3 separate regions of the Sus scrofa genome follow, and regions 1 and 2 are each linked to region 3. The links are chromatin contacts, called in public Hi-C and HiChIP or PLAC-seq maps. All regions are on one chromosome and are shown on one strand. Each heading gives the region's core, a stretch centred on a gene start, on an enhancer-like site or on the middle of the called end of the contact. The rest is flanking DNA. Distances are from core to core; before and after follow the strand shown.

What was found. Hi-C and Micro-C count contacts between places; a contact is called where the count stands out from the background. HiChIP or PLAC-seq counts read pairs in DNA pulled down with a chosen protein or histone mark.
Region 1: an H3K27ac HiChIP or PLAC-seq map of skeletal muscle shows a contact between it and region 3. The contact joins two enhancer-like sites. A contact is called at or near these places in 1 of 47 Hi-C or Micro-C datasets (skeletal muscle) and 1 of 2 datasets of contacts at active chromatin or transcription factors (skeletal muscle).
Region 2: a contact with region 3 is called in a Hi-C map of skeletal muscle, with 5 times the contacts expected there. The contact joins two enhancer-like sites. A contact is called at or near these places in 3 of 47 Hi-C or Micro-C datasets (embryonic fibroblasts, psoas muscle and skeletal muscle) and 1 of 2 datasets of contacts at active chromatin or transcription factors (skeletal muscle).

The regions. Positions count from the first base shown.
Region 1 is chr1:52,814,258-52,818,768 of Sscrofa11.1, forward strand. All of the region lies in intron 3 of KCNQ5 (potassium voltage-gated channel subfamily KQT member 5), which reads left to right. Among named protein-coding and RNA genes, the nearest start is that of DPPA5, 170 kb to the right of the region's middle. Within about 2 kb of position 2,699, at least 1 of the 83 cell types and tissues checked has an H3K27ac peak or open chromatin away from gene starts, as enhancers often do. A contact at or near this core is called in skeletal muscle, where this site is marked.
Region 2 is chr1:52,897,188-52,901,698 of Sscrofa11.1, forward strand. The region is part of intron 11 of KCNQ5 (potassium voltage-gated channel subfamily KQT member 5); the gene reads left to right. Among named protein-coding and RNA genes, the nearest start is that of DPPA5, 88 kb to the right of the region's middle. Within about 2 kb of position 2,769, at least 4 of the 83 cell types and tissues checked have an H3K27ac peak or open chromatin away from gene starts, as enhancers often do. A contact at or near this core is called in skeletal muscle, where this site is marked.
Region 3 is chr1:52,540,274-52,544,545 of Sscrofa11.1, forward strand. All of the region lies in intron 1 of KCNQ5 (potassium voltage-gated channel subfamily KQT member 5), which reads left to right. Among named protein-coding and RNA genes, the nearest start is that of KCNQ5, 110 kb to the left of the region's middle. Within about 2 kb of position 2,343, at least 5 of the 83 cell types and tissues checked have an H3K27ac peak or open chromatin away from gene starts, as enhancers often do. A contact at or near this core is called in skeletal muscle, where this site is marked.

The DNA of each region.
Region 1 (4,511 bases), core at 1,449-3,948, 270 kb after region 3:
TTCTTTTTCAGATTCTTTTCCATTATAGGTTACTACATGGTAGTGAATAGTTAGATAGTTCCCTGTGCTATATAGTATATAGTAGGTCCTTGTTATCTATTTTATATATAGTGATGTGTATATGTTAGTCCCAAACTCCTAATTTATCCCTCCCCCCCATTCCCCTTTGGTAACCACAAGTTTGTTTTCTATGTCTGTGAGTCTATTTCTGTTTTGTAAATAAGTTCATTTATATCATTTTTTAGATTCCATGTATAAGTGATATCACATGATTTTTGTGTTTCTCTTTCTGACTTACTTCACTTAGTATGATCATCTCTAGAAACATGTTGCTGCAAATGGCATTATTTCATTCTTTGTTATGGCTGAGTAGTATTCCATTATATATGTACATACCACACCTTCTTTATCCATTCCTCTGTTGATAGACACTTGGGTTGCTTCCATGTCTTGGCTATTGTAAATAGTGTTGCTATGAACATTGGGGTGCATGTGTCTTTTTGAATTATGGTTTTCTATGGCTATATGCCCAGGAGTAGGATTGCTGAATCATATGGTAACTCTAAAAAATCCCCCATTCTTAAAACTACTCTCTAAGACTCTGCTCTTCCTTCAAAACCCTCCTCAATGTCTCTGAATGAATCTTCCAGCATAATCAATATAAAAGTCATTATCTCAAAAGTTAGTAACAACCCCACAAATTCATGAATTTAAATTTCATCATCACTCTGGTATAAGCAATGTTGGAACAACTTATTACCTATTTGGAACAAGATCAGGTTGGATCTCTATCTATTTTACCATATTCTAAGAAAAATTCCAAATAAATTAAAGATTTAAATTCAGTAAGACCCATAAAATACTGGATGGCAGAAATAGGTAAATTCTCGTGTAACTTCAGAACCAGGAAGGCCTTTCTAACTGTAACTAAAAATACATAAAACATAGAAGAAAATACTGATAAATTTAGGCTGAATAAAATTTTTAACAATTTGATTGTTACACCAAATAAAATACTGCATGATAAAACAAAGCAAAACAAAACAAGAAAACAACAAGCAAAGTCAAAAGACAAATGTAGGAAGATATTTACAACACCTAACAGAGACAAAAAGTTAATCATCTTAAACCATAAGGATCTCTAGAAATCCAGAAGAAAAATTCAATGATCAGTAGAAAATATAGTAAATGAATATGAGCAGATGGTTCACAGCAAAAGAAATACACACATGCCTCTTAAACACACCCATAAGAAAGAAATACAAATGACAGCATTTTCTCACCTGTAAGGTCAGCAAAATTCCAAGATATGACCTCTTACTTTTTTCAGTGAGACTTTGAAGAAGCAGGCACTGATATTCCAACTGGAGTGCAAAGTGGTGTCAACTGTATGGAAAGTGTTACTACTACTAAAATTACACACATTTACTCTGTGACCCACGAATTCTCCTTCCTGATAGTTACATCACTTTGTAGTAAGTAGTAAGTATAGTTGAGCAAACTGTGACTACAATGAAGAAGCTCTTTCTGTTTAGCTACAGAAGGATCCAAGAAACATTAAAAGAAAAAAGATGCTGCAATACTACATATATAGTGTGCTACTTTTTGTGTAAGAAAAGAGAAAAATAAGAGTATATATTCCTATTGCTTTTATTTTTTGAAAAAAATTGGAAAAAAAATTTTTTTAAGAATGAAAATGTTCAAGAGTTCCTGTTGTGCCTCAACAGTAATGAACCCAACTAGTATCCATGAGGACATGGGTTCATTCCCTGGCCTCACTCAGTGGGTTGAGGATCCAGCACTGCCTTGAGCTATGGTGTAGGTCACAGACTTGGCTTGGATCCCCCATTGCTATGGTTGTGGTGTAGGCCAGCAGCTGCAGCTCTGATTCATCCCCTAGCCTGGGAACTTCCATATGCCACTGGCTCAGCCCTAAAAAGATTAAAAAAAAAAAAAAAAGGAAGAAGAAGAAGAATAAAAATGTTCACCTAGGAGTTCCTTTGTGGCTCAGCAGAGTAAGAATCAATTGTTGTCAGCGCTGTGGCTCTGGTTATTACTGTGGTGCAAGTTCAATCCCTGGCCCTGGAACTTCTGCATGCCAGGGGTGTGGCCAAAAAAAAAAAAAATTTCACCTAAAGATGCTAAGTAGGAACAAAGAATGAAGACAAGGGTGGGAGAAAGATTTCTCCTCGTTTACCTCTTTATATCATTTTGATATTTAAATCATATGAATATATTAACTATTCAAAAACTGGAGTTCCCATCGTGGCTAGTGGTAACAAACCCAGTTAGCATCCATGAGGATGTGGGTTTGATTCCCGGCTTCACTTAGTGGGTTCAGGATCCAGCATTGCCGTGAGCTGTGGTGTAGTTCCAAGACATGACTCAGATACTGCGTGGCTGTGGCATAGGCCAGGGGCTGCAGCTCTGATTCAGCCCCTATCTGGGAACCTCCATATGCCATGAGTGTGGCCCTAAAAAGATAAGTAAATAAAAGAGGAGTGTGGGAAGGAACCACATCAGGTACTTTCTAAGTCTAGAGCTCTTAAAATGTGTTAATTTCAGAAATGGTTGTGTTATGGTACCTAAAGGACATTAAGAGGGAGTTTTGCAGCTTTTTCTTTAACTGGTTGTTAATTATGGCTTAACCCAGAAGGACTTTCTTGGCCTTTAACTGCGGTAACTGAATCTGCACTGTAGGCCTGTATTTCTCCCTTCTCACCATGTGTCACCCAGATTGTCTGTCTGCTCAGTTCTTCTATTCCAACTGTCCTTTCACCTCTGTGAGGGCAGGGAGTGTCGGTCCTGTCCACCCCTCCACGCCCTGTCCGTGCCCTTTACTGTTAAAAGCCCAGATCCTAGCTGTTTCTGGCCATAATAGTGTGTACTAAGTGAATTAAAACTTCAAAACAATGGCGAGCTAGAAGGCATTCCCCTGCAGACCATCACTCCCCTTCACACCCTCTGCATACACAATGTAAAAACGGTCTGAGGAAATGAAGAAAAATGTGGCAACTATCCAAGCAATGCACAGCAAAAAATAGCACCTTTACCTCAGTTATCAGAAGTTTTCAGAAAGAATAATTTTGGCCTGAAATTTTTAAATCTAATTGCTTTAGTTCCCACTTTAATGCGGTCATGTGACTGTGATGGTATTTTTAATAAGGTGCTTATAATTGTAAGCTCCTCTACAGGAGGCTCTTCTGCTCCCATACTGCCTTTTTCTCAACTTTTTACTTCTGCCTTTTGCACAGTGTTTTAAATATTTGACTTTAGCCCCTACCACAGACTCCAAATCTGTGTTTGGAATGTGGAGATCAAAGTAGTGTAGCTAATCCTCAGGACATGTGCCATCGTGTGACTTCAGAATCCACCTCTTATCGAACTTCTGTGGTTTTCTGGACTAGTTGCTGGTCATAATGTTCAATGTGCACATCTGAAACTGTTTTTGAATTACTTTTTCTTGGTATGTCTCCATATTTCCTTTGTGGGAAAATACACTGTCCTGATGGCGGTGCCCTCTGTGAGCATCTCCAGCCTCTGCACAAAACTTCCCCAGGTTGTATCATCACCTGCTTCCAATAAACTTTGCTTTTCGTTCCCCTGTAAACAGAGCGTGTCTTATTCAGAAAGCTCATGATGGGAGGAAAGGGATTGATAATGAAAAGAAAGGGAGCCCAAAGTAGGATTTGTCTTCATGGCATTAGGATTTGTTGTGAAGCAGTGCATTCCACAGTCTGTGCTGCAGGTCCATGAGTCAGTTCCTATGAATTCTAACCCAGTCTCTAGAAGTAATTTCTTGTATCACCTTGTACAAGCCGCCCTGGGACCCAGTTTCTTTCCTTTTATGCACAGATAAGAATAGCAGTGTACTTTGCAGAGTTCATAAACAGCAATACCTAAAAGTGAATATGAAATGAGAAAGTTCTAAAAATTGTCCTTTACCTAGTACCGACGAGGAAGATTTTGCCAAGGACTGGATCATTAAAAATGGAGCTTTTAATTAATCACGATCTGTTTGATTAATATAATCCCCTAAAAAGGCAAATAGCAGGTTATAATAGATCTGCACATGGCAACAGGTAGGATTTTCAGAATCATAATGAGTGTCAGGTATTTATCTGGGGCTTGTATTTACTCAAATTTGCTCTCTTAAAGCACTATCTCTTCATTCTTCACAGAAGAAAAAGCCCATTTTCACACCCCAGTGTTTATCCTGGAGGATTATCCAGAAGCCTAAACTGTATCTATTTCTTATTTCTAAAAATAAGAAATTGTGTATCACAAGAGCTTGAGGGCCAGGTGTATGAGGTAATTCTCAATATCCCCAGATAATACTTAGAAATGGATTCCTATCCATAGGTGTCCCTGGTTAGTGACATTTTAGCTGAAATGGCCTCTCCACCTGCAAAATCCAAATAGCTCTCTTCTATTCAAAGAACTTCCTGAAGATACCCTTTCAAAAACTTTTAGTAGTAGGCGATGATTAATGAAAACCTACAGGTCACCTG
Region 2 (4,511 bases), core at 1,519-4,018, 360 kb after region 3:
CTGAGGCATAGGTCGTAACTTGAGCTGGAATATGATCCCTGACCCAGGGACTCCATATGGCACAGGGTGACCAAAAAAGAAAAAATAGTAATAATAAAATCCGAGGCATTATAACAACAAAAAAGAATTCAATGAAATGATTTCCTAATTCTTAAAAGAGCTCACTTTTAGGCTGTTCACTCCAAATCTCCTAAGATTCAGAACAAACAATGGTCACATGACTGAAATTTCACAATTTGTCCCTGAAGAACTAACACTATAAAGTACTAGGTTAAAGGTCACATTTGGAAAAACACAGGGGAGTGAGGATCCAAAAGTGACATGTGAAGTTACACTGTACCTCACTGTAATATATTTACATTTCCGTTAATGTCACATTGTTCCTGAAGAAAAAAATAAGTCCGGTTGGCCTTCTTTATTTTATTAATATGGATGATATGGCTAGCTAGAGAGAGCTCCCTCACGCTTGTGTTACTGATATTAAAATTCTATTATTTATTAATTGTAAACTTACAGAATCAAGAATTTATTATTTTTTTTCTTTTTTTTTTTTTTTTCTAGGGCTGCACCCAAGGCATATGGAGGTTCCCAGGCTAGGGGTCAAATCAGAGCTACAGCTGCCGACCTACACCACAGCTCATGGCAATACCAGATCCTTAACCCACTGGGCGAGGCCAGGGATTGAACCCACAACCTCATGGTTCTTAGTTGGATTTGTTTCTACTGCGCCCCAATGGAAACTCCATAGACTCAAGACTTTAAAGTGGACACACAGGACTTCCTGTTGTGGCTCAGTGGTAACAAACCTGACTAGTATCCATGAGGACACAGGTTTGATCCCTGGCTTCGATCAGTGGGCTAAGGATCTGGCATTGCCATGAGCTGTGGTGTGGGTCGCAGACACGGCTCAGATCCTGCATGGCTGTGGCTATGGCATAGGCCGGCAGCTGTAGCTCTGATTCGACCCCTAGCCTGAGAACTTCCGTATGCTACAGGTGCGGCCCTAAAAGAATAAAAAATTTTAAAAATATAAAGTGGACGCACAGGTTGCATTTCAACCTGAAAATAAAAGTGTAGTGTACAGTATTTATTCAACACATATTTCTTGAGTTGTACTACAGAAGTTATTCATGCTTTTGCTTTAAGCTTATTTTGCCACTTAAATGTTTTCATGGACCACTGGAGGGAAATCCTATTTTAAAATAAATCCTATAAAAAGTAAACATTATGAGCAAAAATGGAATTTTTTCACGGTAGGATCCCAAGGTTTAAAAAAAAAAAAAAAAACTGCTAAAAGAGAAAACAGTAAAGCCAAAATCCAGAGGTTAGTAAATGAGTTATATGTTGTGATCAGATAGCGTGGAGGAGTATCACTCACCTTGACTGGCTTCCTCAATAAATATTAGCTTGCTTACCCTGTTCCAGGCACATGATTCCAGGTGCTCGAGCTACCTTAGAGAACAAGACATTGGGCATTATGGAGCTTATATTCTAGTAGGAAGATGAATAAGTAATGAGGACAAAATAGTAAATTGTTGAGTATGTTGAAAAGTGACAAGCGATGTGGAAGAAAGAAAAGGTGACTAAGGAGAATGGATGGTGGATGGAGTTCAGTGTGTAGCCTTGGGTAAGGTGGTCCAGATGGTTCTCCTGGAGAATCCATACTAAGCAGAGAGCTCAACAGCTAAGGAGCCTCACAGCTATCTAGAAAGGAGCATTCCCTGGAGGGAGACAGGTGCCTGGTTCCTTCAAGGGGACCTAGAGAAAAAAGAAGGAGGGGAGAGTGATGGGAAATGAGGTCAGACCAGAAGAGGGGTGGGGCAGGCACCTAGGCCCTTGCAGGCCTTATGAAGACTTGGGCTTTTTACTCTGGAAAAAAAACGGAGCGCCATTGGAGAGTTGCTCACTGAGAGCCATGGCCTTGGTTTTTTCTCTTTTTTTAGAAAATTGAAGTATAGTTGATTTACAGTGTTGTGTTAGTTTCGGGTTTACAGCAAAGTGATTCAGTTATACATATTTTTTTTCAATTGTTTTCCATTATAAGTTTTTACAAGATCTTGAGTATAGTTCCCTGTGCTAGTCCCTTGTGGTTTATCTATTTTATACATAATAGTTTGTATCTGCTAATCCAAGCTTCTAATTTATCCTTCTCACCCCCTTTCCCCTCTGGTAACCATACGTTTGTTTTCTGTGTCTGTGAGTCTGTTTTGTAAATTAGTTCATGTGTATCTTTTTTTTTAATTCCCATTTATAGGAGAGGGAATCAGTGTTATTAATGAAAAGAAAAAAAGAGGAAGATGAGATAGGTTGTTTTTAAGAAGAGTTTGCTGGTGCTGACAAGCAAAGCTAGATTTAAACTTCACTGATTAGTCAGGCAAGGTGGTCACAAGGTAAATGTTCATTTTTATCAGTCCTTACAACAGGGTTTTCTCATTCTTGCTGACTTCTTAGAATTGCTGGCAGTTTGGCCCAGTTCACAGGTTCAGAAAATAGGACATGTAAGGCAGTTCCTCTGGAATGGGTGCTCCAGTTCTATTTTAAAGGGCCCCACTCACGCTGTTTTTCACACTGAGCTGCAGCTTCTTCATCTGTAAAATGAACACAACATTTCCAATCTGGCAGTACAGCATTTTAACTTACAGCTCATGTTTGTAAACCCATCTCACACACAAGGACTGAAATGAGTGACACCTTTCATGAATACAGTGAAGGGCCCACTTCATGCCACAAAGCACCCAAGGCATTCAGCCACCACTGAACACAGAGCTGAGAAACGGGAGCCCATTGAGACCTCTCGGGTGACAACCTCTTCTGTGAAAACACTCTTCACTTACCTTCCAGGAGCTGATTCACCAAGTGTATAAGATCACAGTGCAGGGCCATCTCCTAACTGCAGAATTCATTTATTTTTAAAATCCTACGTCCAGACTTTATGGAAGTCAAAGGGAGGGCTGTAGTGGTACCAGGAAGAAATTCATCAACGTTCATGAAATAAACGTGCATTGAGGATTGTCTTTGTACCATCAGTTTTCTAGGGGCAGTAGGTCCATGGATAAGAAGGCACAGGGTAGATGGACACAAGACAAGGACCTTGCCTTCACAGAGCTGACCGTCTAGCAAGGAAAGGGGCTTGTGCACAACAAATATAAGACATACATGTTCCCAGTACGGGAGGACAGGGCTGCCTCAATCTTGGGGATCGTAGACTCTTGAAAAGTTTGTGATTGGAAAACTGGATCTTAGGCTCTAAACTCTGTCCTGCTGCCCTCCATACCTCATCTTCTTTGCTTTGGATGACTCGAAATAAACAGAAATTGTTAAACTGCAAAATGAAATTCTAGTTTTCAGAATGGCGCAAAAGTTAGAGTCCACTGAAGGGTAAATGATTTGTTCTAAATATTCTGATGCTCTTTTCTTTGTGGGGGGCTGCTCCTTGCTTTTGTGATACTCTAGGCATGTAATAATCCGTCTGCTGCAAATTCAGCATGACAGATTACCAGCCCTCCCCCTACCCCCGAAAAGGAAAGGAGAGTGGATGGGGTGTGCAGAGAATAGCCCTTGGGAAACTATCCAAAGGTAATAACGCACCTTATTATAGACAGCATCTTGGGAAACTATGCCTAGTCTGGCGTAGCTGGAGCATGAGCATGAGATAAAGAAGACATAGAATAAGATGAGGCTGAATAATGGCTTTTGAGCTCTCAAAATAAAGTTCCCTCACTGGGCAACCAGAGGTGTTCAATATCTGATCTATGTTGAGAAATTGACTTTGACATTAAACATCAGTTCATGCAGAGAAAAAGATACTGGAAGGGAATAGCCCAAAATTTAATAGGATTTACCTGAACCACAAATTTTTCTCATTCTTTATGATTTAATTTAAAATTCAAATTTTCAAAGTTTCTAGAGAGCATGTATTACTGTCATAATGAGAGGGAAAAAAAGTTAAAAATTATTTAAGACAAAAGTCTCAAACAAAAAAGATATTATCTAGGAGTTCCCTGGTGGCCTAAAAGGGATCCAGTGTTGTCGCTGCTGTGGCAAGGGTTCAATCCCTGGCCAGAGAACTTTCACATGCCATGGGCGCAGCCAAAAAAAAATATATGTATATAATCTGGAACATTTTTCTGGGTTTCTTATTAGTGTCTAAAGGACCCAATATGTCTCTTGGTGACTTAGCAGCAACTATCACAGAACAGAAAAAAAGTCCCCAGCCAAGGAATAGCGAAATAAAATTGTGCTGCAACATCAGGGCCTAAGCAGTTATTCTAAACTCTAGCTGGATTAAAGAAGTTGCCTTTGAACTAGCACATGGCTAAAGTGGAGACTCTAAATTTAGGATGATATTTAAGGTGCCAGGAAATGATAGTGGGGGAAAGGTAATTGAAAAACAAGCAGCAGCAGAAGTAAGGAACCCTTGGAAAATAAATTATAATTCATAACAGGATGTAATAAATTAGTTATCACCACCATTAATAGTCCCCTTTTTAATGTGTGTTCCTTACATCATA
Region 3 (4,272 bases), core at 1,093-3,592:
AAAATAATTTTATTTTGTCAATAACTATACATATATCAAAGCAATACATGTCCATTGTAGCCATTCAGTCTTTCTCAGTGTATGCAATACTATATGCAAATAAACTAGTTCAACTTTTGACTCAGATATTCCTTGGAAAATCTTATTTTTCTTAATTATTTTTGTTCTTCCCCTGTACTGAATTTATTATTTTACTTTCCATGAAAAATGACAAGAGATTATGTGATAGTACAGAAGATACTATTTTTAAAAGGAATTAGGGCAACAGACATACCTTTTAGTGGGTGAGTGAATAAACTGTAGTCCATCCAGACACTGGAATATTATTCAGCACTTAAAAAAATGAACTATCAATCCATTAAAAGTCATGGAGGAAACTTCAGTGCATATTACTAAGTGAAAGAAGCCCATCTGAAAAGGCTATGTACTGTATGATTTCAACTATATGACATTTTGGAATAGGCAAAACTATAGTGACAGTGAAAAGATCAGTAGTGTCAGGGATTGGGGGTAGGAGGGATAAATAGGCAGAACACAGAGGATTTTTAGGGCAGTGAAACCACTCTGATACTAAGATAGTAGGCACATGTCATTATACATTTATCAAAACCCATAGAGTATACAATACCAAGAGTGAACTCTAGTGTAAGCTATAGACTTTTAATGATGATAACGTGTCCATGTAGATTCATCAGTTGTAACAAATGTACCATCTAGTGGGGATATTGATGGTGGGGAGGCTGTGCATGGGCCCGAACAAAGACTATATGGGAAATCTCTACTTTTCTGCTCAATTTTGTTGTGACCCTAAAGTGGTTCTAGAAATAAAGTCTACTTAAAATATTTTTTAGAAAATTTAGGGATTAATATAAAAATTACGAAAAGGACACTTTTGTGGGGAATAGTAGAAATCAGTTTTCCAGTGAGTGACTTCCTGGAGTCACTCTGCTGAAAAAGACTGACAGCTGGAGTTCCCTGTTGGCTCAGCAGGTTAAGGATCTGGTGTTGTCAACTGTAGTGGCTGAGGTTGCTGCTGTGGCAAAAATTTAGTCCCTGGAACTCCTGCATGCCATGGGCATAGCCAAAAAAAAAAAAAAAAAAAAGCTGACAATAGTGTGTTGCATCTGAAGGATGGAAACCACCATTTGTGATGTATTACATGGGACTAATAAATAGGACAGAAAGAGAAAAATTAAATTTCACCACACCCTGTTCTGTCAATGACCTTTACACTCACTGCTTGTTTGGTTTTACTCTGCTTGGTCTCTATGGATTCTGAACTTCTTTTATTTCATAACAGCAACTCTGGGCTTTTGCGCTTCACTAAATTTCATTTTAAAAACCTCTTCTTTCTTAGACCTGATAATATAGATGCCACTCTTATGAGCACAACATTTAAAGAACATCAAATCCCCTAAATAATTTGTTTCTCTATCAGAGAAGGCAGCAGAGTTGCAGATGGTGTGTTCAGTGAGCCGAGAACTTAGGCTGAGAAGCTATTAATTCTCACAGCAGCTCTCCTACTATTTTATGGTCCCAGGAATTGATGTCATTCAGAGTCAGCTTCATACACTGTAAATCTATAAAATGAGAAAATAAAATTAACACTAGTATTTTAAGAATATTTACAGCACTATAAGTTTAGGCTATTGTATCAGTTATCTACTGCCATGTAACAAATTACCACAAATGCAGTGGCTCAAAACAATATGAGTGTATCATCTCAGTTTCTGTTGCTCAAAGAAGGTCTATGCACAGTTTATCTGGGTTCTCAGCTCGGGCCTCACCAGATTGAAAGGCATGGGCCACCGTAGAAATTGAAGTACTTGCCAAAGAAATAGTTTTTCCAAATGTTTATTACAGTAATCCCATAGCCGTCTCAAAAAGTTTCAGTCTCTTCCTTGGATAGAGTTGCAGCCAAAGAGAGCCACTCTAGTTTTTCCATTCCAATTACCTTCTGTTCACAAATATTTATTGAGTGGCTCTTATTTGCCCGTTAGAGGCACTGGAACTCTTAGGTGACTAGAGAACCTAATCCTAGGAAATGAAGGGTCCTGCAGTGAAGTGGATTTGGGGAGGGGTGCAAGAGGGACCAAGCCTGAATCATTTGAAAGGAGAAGGAAACTCGAGTTGTTGCCAGAATCCATTTGTCTTGAGAGAAACTTCCCTACTAGTGAGTAACTGGAAATTCTCTACAAATGATAGATTGCCTTGGGCAGCTGTTGTGTTGGGAGACGATGAAGCAGTCTGCCAAGGTCATCTGAGTTGACAAGGACTGTTCCAAGGCTGAAGGCTAACGTGAGATGCTTGGTGAAAGCCACAGTGCAAGGAGAATTTTATGACAGTGTTATAGTTGGAATGTATTGGAACGTGCACTGTGTTTACCAGCTCACGAGGGAGGTGATATTCTGAGTAGAGGACTTAAGGGTGAGGAAAGACTTTACTGAGCACAGTTATGCAGACAAAAGAAAAGTTTTAGGAAGCAGAACTGCTTGCTGAAAGCTTCAGTGAATTGGTGGTTCCACCTGATACCTTGGACTCTAGCAGAACCCTAGGGATTTTAACTGCTGACTCCCATCAGCCCTTGTGTCCTTGTCCAACCCATCCCCCTTTTCTCTAATTATGACTGGATTGATGACAGAATTGGGCATCTTTGGGGAGAGAGACCTAAGAATTGTTCTAGGATTCTGTCATGTCAGAGATTCTGTTCATGATTAAGGAGGTTGTGTCCCAAGGCTAGCAGTGTTTTGAACCTTGTGTCAGGAGTAATTTTAGAGCATGCTTGCTTCCAGAAGGGCTGGAAATGTGAAGCTGGGCTTGGTCCCCTGCAAGTTAGGGAAGAGAGTCTGTGGTGGCAGTTTGGGTAGAGCCACTGAAGAGTTGGTCCTTTGCTTAAAGGTGGGAGGTAGGAGTTGGGATGTTCAAGGAAGTTGAATTGGCAATGAACTGAACTTCAGCTGACTTCAGCTTGAATGTAAGGTTGCCTGGTAAATGGGTCTCAGAGGGCTCTCCAAGGTTAATGTCTTCTGTTCCACAAAATTACATGAAGTTTCCTGTTCTGTGGCCTTTCTAATAGTAATGGATCACCAGTAATGGATCTCATTTGGAAGGATGGTACTCTTCAAGATTTTACCTCCTTCAAGAGGCAGTCTCTAAGAGAGAATCTCAAGGGTGAATGACACTCAGTCTCTCAGATGGGAAAACATACCTTAGAAGATGTGGTTATGGTTGTCATGCACTATAAAGCCACACAGTGAGAGGAAATGTGGCTTATCCTGTGCAGCTCAAATAAGAATTTAAGAACTCTTCAGGAAGACTGCAGAGTTCAGGAAGATCAATGAGGAAAAAACCAAACTCAAGCAAATACAATTTGCTGAAGCGAATATCTAGAGTGGGCATGGGGAAAGGATAGGAAATCTGGCAGAGGCTAGAGAGGCAGACAAACCCAACTCCATTTTCCCCTAACTCTGAAGGCTATGATCTGGTTAAAATTTCAGGGACCTCTCAATACCAACTGCCACACACCCCCACACACGCACACCCCATCTTATCCCCATGCCACTGCCCTTGCCCTGCCATTCAGCCCACACCTGCCTGGCTCCCAACAGAGCCTCAGTTTCCTTTCTAGTCATAGGTCATTCGAACATGAATGCAAGGCAATTCAAAGATCACCAGAGAATTTGTATTTCTCTTAAAACGTCCCTCATAACATAAGTGCCCTGTTAATATAATCTTAGAAATAGTTTTCAAAGTTCATAAGGGTTGCAAAAGTTCGACTTGATCTGTTCACGTAGACACATGTGACTTCCCGGCTCCCCTTTCTCCTTCTATTTTTATCAGCTGTCCTACAGGAGATCAGCTTTCTTCACAGCATCTGATATAAATAACCTCAGTTCTCTCAGTGTGATCTGCTCAAGATTTCCAGGTAGTTCATGGCTATTTGTATTCATGGTTGGTCAGTGATAGGTTTTTGTGACTAATATAAATGAATATTTGTCATAGAAAATGAAATAACCATTACACCTTGCCTCAATAATTTTATTAAAAGCTTGACTATTCTTGATGAGCAGGTGAGTGGAGTTTAACACTACAGCAACGTTCAGAAACAAGCCGCAGTGGTGGTCTTTTCAGACTCTGCCCTTGAGTTGGAATTCCTGTGAGAGACTCTGTTAGACCAAAGTTGTCTGATCTCTCCCACATCTGCCCTGATGTCTTTCAGAGCTAGGCAGTGGGGGCTACTGCTTCTTTTCACGCCCCTTACAGTGTAACTGA